Regions from separate parts of the Macaca mulatta genome. Here region 1 is linked to region 2. A link is a contact called in public Hi-C data. All regions are on one chromosome and are shown on one strand. The core of a region is the stretch at or near the end of the contact, and the rest is flanking DNA. Distances in the headings are between cores, read along the strand shown. Region 1 holds the start of MPZL2 (myelin protein zero like 2). Region 2 overlaps JAML (junction adhesion molecule like).

Evidence for each region. A called contact is a pair of places that touch in the nucleus more often than the background predicts.
Region 1: a Hi-C map of CD4 T cells shows a contact between it and region 2, with 4 times the contacts expected there. The contact joins the promoter of MPZL2 here to the enhancer-like site in region 2. A contact is called at or near these places in 4 of 14 Hi-C or Micro-C datasets (CD4 T cells, blood, cortical neurons and 1 more).

The regions. Positions count from the first base shown.
Region 1 is chr14:118,939,423-118,942,656 of T2T-MMU8v2.0, forward strand. It overlaps MPZL2 (myelin protein zero like 2), which reads right to left and starts at 1,413. Exons shown (of 6, transcript XM_015115814.3): 1 at 1-1,413. The region is part of intron 1 of LOC106993497 (a long non-coding RNA gene); the gene reads left to right.
Region 2 is chr14:118,869,372-118,872,752 of T2T-MMU8v2.0, forward strand. JAML (junction adhesion molecule like) reads right to left here. Exons shown (of 10, transcript NM_001261678.1): 7 at 2,912-3,050; 8 at 788-881. Among named protein-coding and RNA genes, the nearest start is that of SCN2B, 23 kb to the left of the region's middle. Within about 2 kb of position 1,475, at least 6 of the 40 cell types and tissues checked have an H3K27ac peak or open chromatin away from gene starts, as enhancers often do. A contact at or near this core is called in CD4 T cells, where this site is marked.

The DNA.
Region 1 (3,234 bases), core at 163-2,662, 70 kb after region 2:
CTGCTCGTTCACCCTACCATCCCAGTGCAATCTACAAAGTGCTCTCCTGCTGATTGTTTCATCTCCGCAAAGCCCCATGAAGCATTCCCATTTGACCAGTGAGGACGCTAAGAACCCGAGGAAGGTAAATGATTTGTCCAAGGTTGCACAGCTACCATGTGACAAAACCAGAACTCTTCTTAAAAATCTAGTGCTCTTTCCACCAAATATCAGCTAATATGAGCAATCAGACACGGGGCTCTCAAGGAAAAGGTTTTCCTAATAACTTTGTTGTGCCTCGGATTTCATCGGCCATTTTTAGAATAGCTAAATGACTGAGAAGTCTAAAGAGCTGAGTAATCTAAACAAGAAAAGATGTCTCCTTGTCTGGAAAGAGGGTGGGTCATCGTTACAGATTAATGAAGCGGCACAGAAACATGGGTAGGAGGGGGATGAAGCTTACACATGCAGTTAAGAAGTAGGCTGGACTGGGAATCTAACCCTGAAAAGAGATAGATTGCCCTTATCCCTGGATTAGCAGTCTAGAAACTCTTCAGTCACTCATAAAATCTTCTAGTTGAAACCAGAGCAAAAAAGGGTGGCAGGAACAAGAGAATGCGGCAGGGTGAGTAGAAAAAAATAAAACATCATAAAGAGGGAAGAAAGGAGAAAATTCTACCAAAAGAGAGGAGAATACAGAAGTGCAGAAAACAGCAACAGGAGAAAGATGTCATGGGCATGGAGCAAAAACAGGTAGACAACCACAAAAATCCATTGTGTTGGAACTCAGAAAACAGAGGCTGCCGCAAATGCAGACCAGCTGTGTGCTAGTGAAAATCTGTTAGCATGGGGAGAGTTTCTGAAAACTGTTTGGCGCCTTTGTCAGCTTCTAGGTCAGAAAGGGACCTAAAATCAGTCTGCTGTGGGAACTTTCAAATGGTGGTGAGGAAGGATAAGATACAGCCTTTTGGGTATGTAGGTCAGAAGAGTTCAGCTCCAGGACCCTGAAAGAAAAAGAGTTACAGAAACTTGATCTTGGTTGGCTTCCAACTTTGCAGGGAAATACAGCTACAGAGGAAGGAGAGGTAGAGCCAGGATTTTGAAGTCTACAGCAAACTGCAAAAACTTGTGAGAGGTAGAGTTACCAAACAGCTCAGGGAGGCAGTGAAAAGCAACAGGAGAAGAATCAGGGCAGGAAGAACTGAACAAACTGCCTGTTGTCAGGAGCAGAAATCCCTCCCCCAGGTAGCCAAATGCCCATGAGCGGGCTGCCAGCCTTGCTCTGAGGGGCAGGAGTTATCCAGATCCCACTTCTCTGCTGAGTTCAAGTTCCTGGCTTAGTGCCTGGCAACGCCCAGTTGCTTCCAGTTAGCAGGATTGGCTTCACGGTCAACCATTTCACCTCACTGGGCAAGGAAGAGGCCAAGGGTAGAAGGTTAAGAAGAGAAAATGCTAAAGAAAAAGGATGTTTGCCCCTCACAGTTTTCTGGACGTCAGTCAGCCAGACTTAGACCAAAACTGAAGGCAGCTACATAAGGCCTAAGTTATGTTTGTGTCTAGGCAAATGGAAGGAAAGGAAGAGTTCTGGAAATTAAAAAGAAACGTTTTCAGAGACACCATTTTCTTTCTAAACTTTTCCAGAGAAAGATCCTGATTGTCATTTAAAATTGTGACACACCAACAGTTTTTGAAAGAATCTCATCTGTCCCATCCCTCTACACATTTCCCAGAAAATGATTTCTAGTAAGCATCTAGACCTTAGCCAGCAGGAGACTCACTGGGGGCGCAGGAGACTGAAGGGACAGTGGGCCTGTATCAATATTTGTAAAAGTTATCTTTCTCAACATCTTAAGCGAAAATCTTTTTTTCAGCTAAGATGAAATTAGCATTCTGTGAAGCAAGGAAAACAAATAATTTAGCTCTTAGAGTGATCAAATAAAGCATTCGTTTACTCAAAAGTTTCTGTTCATATGTTTTTAGTAGAAAAAATTCAGACATACATAGAATATTTCTACCTGGGAGGGAATCATATAAGATAGGCAGGTTAAGTAAACAAGTAATTACCACATTCTTGATTTTCAAATTCAATCCTTAAAGGATGAATAGGAATTCTGGAAAGAGGAGAAACAAAGGCCTTCCTATTGGAACAAATGGGTGGGAATGTGGTACCCACAGGGACTAGCATGCAATTCCTCAAACCTAGAGCACAGGGAGGAGTGGTAGGCCAGGTGAGAGGCTAGGTCCACCTGGACAGTGCCCTCATCCACCATCCTAAGGAGTGTGGACTTGATCCTGACAAATATAACCATTGGGGATGGCTAATATGTGACCCAAGAAGAGCATCTCTAGAAATAGAATTACTTTGGTATTTCCCAGAACCATTAAAAACGAGAAGGAATGTCTTGGGACACCAACCACCACTTACTCTCCTGGCTTTTGTTTGGGCTCCTGGCTTATGAGCCAGAATGAAAGTGTAGACCTAACGTCTGTTTTCCGAAGACTCAGACTCCCAGCCTTCCCCAATCAACAACTCCAATCTCCAGCATCCTTTTTCAAAACTTCCCTGGTTTAGAGAGCTTTTCAAAGATGAGAGAGGGAGGCTAGGCTGTCAAGAGTCATAGATGAGAGGTGGGCTCTTAGCCCAAAAGAATCGTTGTGTTCCCTGTGGCCCTCCTTCTTGCCTCAAGTTTCCTAGAGATATTCCAAAACAGGTCTGGGCCTGAGACTGAGCCTCTATGAGTTTAGAAAAATCATGGGAGGGAACGCTCTCCTGCCCCACCTCATTACAGCTGATATGCACCTCTCCAATAAGCCTCAGGCTCCTCTGGTAATTAGAGGAGAGGCATCATGCCCTTATTAACCAGCCCAAAGAAGAGACTCTGAAGTGGTTTAACACTTCACTTATTCTCAAGGGAAGCTAGGTAGATTGTGCAGGGCTAGAGAGATGGGCATTTTTGAAGATAACTTTGAGGAACCTCTCAGGAGGATAAAGGGACCTTGATAAATGAATTTATCTACCTCCCTGTTAACCATGCACACCATCTCTAAATAGTGATGAGAATTTATATTATATTGTGTTTATTGATGAACACAGCATCTCTTGTTATTATTGTTCCAGTTATCTCTTGTTAAAATTGGTTACCATGACCAATTTTTTATTCTTAGGAAGTTAATTAATTTCCTGAGAAAAGAAATAGCCACTTTTTTTTTTTTTTAACTACTCTATTCTAGGAGGCATGACGTATAGGAACTAGA
Region 2 (3,381 bases), core at 225-2,724:
AGGTTCAGCCCTCATTGAGCCTCACAGCTGTGAGGTTCATGGTCCTGTCACTCGTTGGGAAAGCAGTATCATCCAGTGGCCCATTCTTGGACTACTGCACTCTACTGGGAGAAAATCCTACTCTTGGGACAAAAACAGCCCAAAACAGAGAAAGGTAACTATTCAAAGAGCGTTTTTAAAATTAAAGAAAGAAAAGAAAGAATAGGAGTTAAAGAAAACCAATCCATTTCTCAGTCTCTAGAAGCAATTATTTATAACTCCATTACTAATCAATAAGGAGAGAAAAGTCCTTCTTAATCCTTTCTTGCTAAGGTCTTAGACTATTTCATTTTAAGCATTAGAACTCCTTAACTCCTGAATATATTATAATTCCCCATTAGACTTTAGACAAACAGCACCTCCTAGATTACAAAGCATTTGCATATCATCATCTTATGTGAACCTTACAACAACCCTGTCAAGCAGGCCAGGTAACTATAATATCTTTATCCTTATCCTCATTTTGCTGGTGAGACTAGGGGAGGTGGCAGAGCTTTCTGACTCCAAGCGCAGTGCTCTTTCCTCAGCCCAATACCAGAAACTGCTGCCTGGGGCTGGTTGAGCCAGCCCCATGCACTGTACTCCTCAGAGGCGCTTATTCTAGTAACAAAGGCTTCCTGAGTCCCTGCTCTGTGCCAAGCACTGGCCTGCAAGCTGCAACATACAATGGGTAAGACATGGTTCCCGGGGAATGAGAACGGCCCAGGCCTGCATCTGCTTAGTGTTTTAGGCTGAAGCGTGTGTTCACCTCCCCTTCACAGCTTTCAAAATAGCAGGGTTCTTCTTTTATCCCTGGATTAGTCTTCTTCGTGTTCTTCACCAAGGCTGTAGAATTCACTAAACTGCAAGACATAAAGAGCATGTGGAATTAACCAGCTGGCATGGTTTATTCAAGGGTCCCTACATGAGACCCCCTCTTGGCTTTGTGAAGAGAGAGACCCCAGAGAAGACACTATTCTCTCTGGACTCCTACAGCCAGGGCTACCCGGCTCACCTGGAAACCTGAGAAGCACATCTCTTCTAATGAAGAACAAGAAGCCGTTCTGGAGATAATTTAGACTGAAAAACGGCTTCAACTTCTCTATTATCACTGAAGACACTTTCAGTCCTTATGGGAGAGGTAATTTTAAGTGAATGAAGAGCGGGGAGATAGGATTCCCCTTGACCATCGTCTCTACGTTTCTGAGGACCAGGGAGTGCCGCGGAACCAGCAGGGGGCAGCAGGAGCTCAGCAAGACGCCAAACCAAAGGGCTCCTGGTCTCTCCAGGGGGCGGAGCGGAATAATCCCCACGAACACCCCACCCAAGCCCCAAGCCCGAAGCTCCGCGCCTGCCTGGTCGGGGCCCCTTGGCCTTTGATCTCATGACCATTTGCCTTCTGAATATACTTTCTTTTTTTCTATTTTGGCCCAAGGCAGAACTAAAAAAAAAAAAAAAAAAATCAAAGTTTAAGCTAGAAAAGAAACCATATGTTCTGGTCTCAGTGGAAATACTTTCATTGTATTTTCTGCTTTTAAAGTTGTATCTTCTCATTGTAAAATAATTCAGATAATACAGAAACGTAAACAGTTGGAAGTGGAAGTTCCCTGCAACCCCTCACCCCATGGGATCCACCTTCTCCTTCATCTCAAATTCCACGCCGTTACCCACATTTTACAACTATCCTTCCCAGCCTCTCTCAGTGTAAGCATAAGCTCACACAAAATGTAGTTAGTACATATACTGCTGGAGTGAGCATCATATTATTTTCTCTTTTATAAAAATGAGGTCATCCCATAAATTCTGCATTTTTACCCCTTGGATATCTTTCCATGTCATCACACAGAGGGATCTGGAGTGTTTCATTGAGTGAAACACTGGTTCACTGAATCACTGCCTTTCTGACAGACACTGGTAATGATCCCTATTTTTGATTATAAGCATGACTGCAGTTTTGCACAAATCTCAGCATATCCATCTAATTATTTCTTTAGAATAAACGACTAGACATGGAAGTGCTACCTTTCCTTTGGGGGGAAACTGAGGCTCAGACAGGGGAAGTAAGCTGAGAGTGGAACCCAGGTTGTCTAGCTCAGTGCTCCGAGCATGCCCAGAGCAAAGACCTTCAGAGAGGCCAGCCAAGTTCAAACCCAAATCAGGAAGCCCTAGGGAGGGGAAGTGAAAACCTAGCAGGTCCAAGTGTTTTCTGCACGATCAAAGACCCACTGGGAAAGAACACTCAAAAGTCAGGATTATTCATGAGGCCCTTTCCCACTGACACTATTTCAACAAGACAGTCAATCTGCGCCCCTCATCGATAGTTGGATAAACTGAGGGGCGTGGATCTGCCAACAGCCAGTGAAACACTAGTGTCCCTGTTGGAGCATCTGGGGACTTCTGAGACCCTGGGAGAACTACTAATGAAATCCAGGCCTTGAAAAGCACTTTTTTTTTTTTTTTTTTTTTTTTTTAGACAGAGTCTTTTATCTTTTAGATAAAACCACTGGCAACCCTTAAGATCTTAGCTTCTATGTGGAACGTACAGTGTGGATAATTTTAAAATCATCTCTTAGGCAGTGAATGGTACCATGATAGTTCTTGTGTAAGATTTATGCTCTGAATTATGCCCTACTGAGACCCCCATTTCTAAGGGAGTTTGTAGTCTTTACGTGATACCAAAGTGAATGAGGAGAGTGTAGGAACGTTAAATTATTTTCCAGGCACAGTGAGCAAAGTGGGCAGGGTTACCACAGTTGATTCTTTAAAATGCTCACTTTAAAATGCCCACTTCTGTGAGAATGGCATAGTAGGACCCTATCACCTCTTCCACTTTGGATAGAAGCAGCCTTGTACCCCCAGCCTCCCAACCCAAGGGGCGGGGGCAGCCCTGTACCTCTTATTCCCACAGGTCCTCTTCACGATCAATATCAGAACAGGGAGCAGCAGGATTGTGGCGCAGACAGTTCCCACGATGATCACCAGCTGATTACCACCCAGGACCAGAGGCCTCAGGGCTGCCGGAGTCACCAGTGCTGGGAAAGGAGAAAAGCAAAGAGAGGGTCTCAATAACTTTAGCAAAGAGCCGAGAGTCCCACAGCCCTGTACCAAGTAGCACCAGCCAGGCCAGGAAGCGGAGGGAAGGCCAGATTCTACCCGATATCTGGACACTAGGGACACTGTCTCCATGAGATTGAGAACCAAAGTCTAACCCCCCTGTTTGCCCTAAAATGTAGACTAAGGTGGGTGGGAGAAGAGGCTAGCACTTCACCTGTAGTAAAGTTTCCTTTCACGTCAACAGTTCTGTTCTAAAATTTGGCTTAACAAGTGACCGAGAAATAACAGGCATCTTAGAGGCTGCTGATC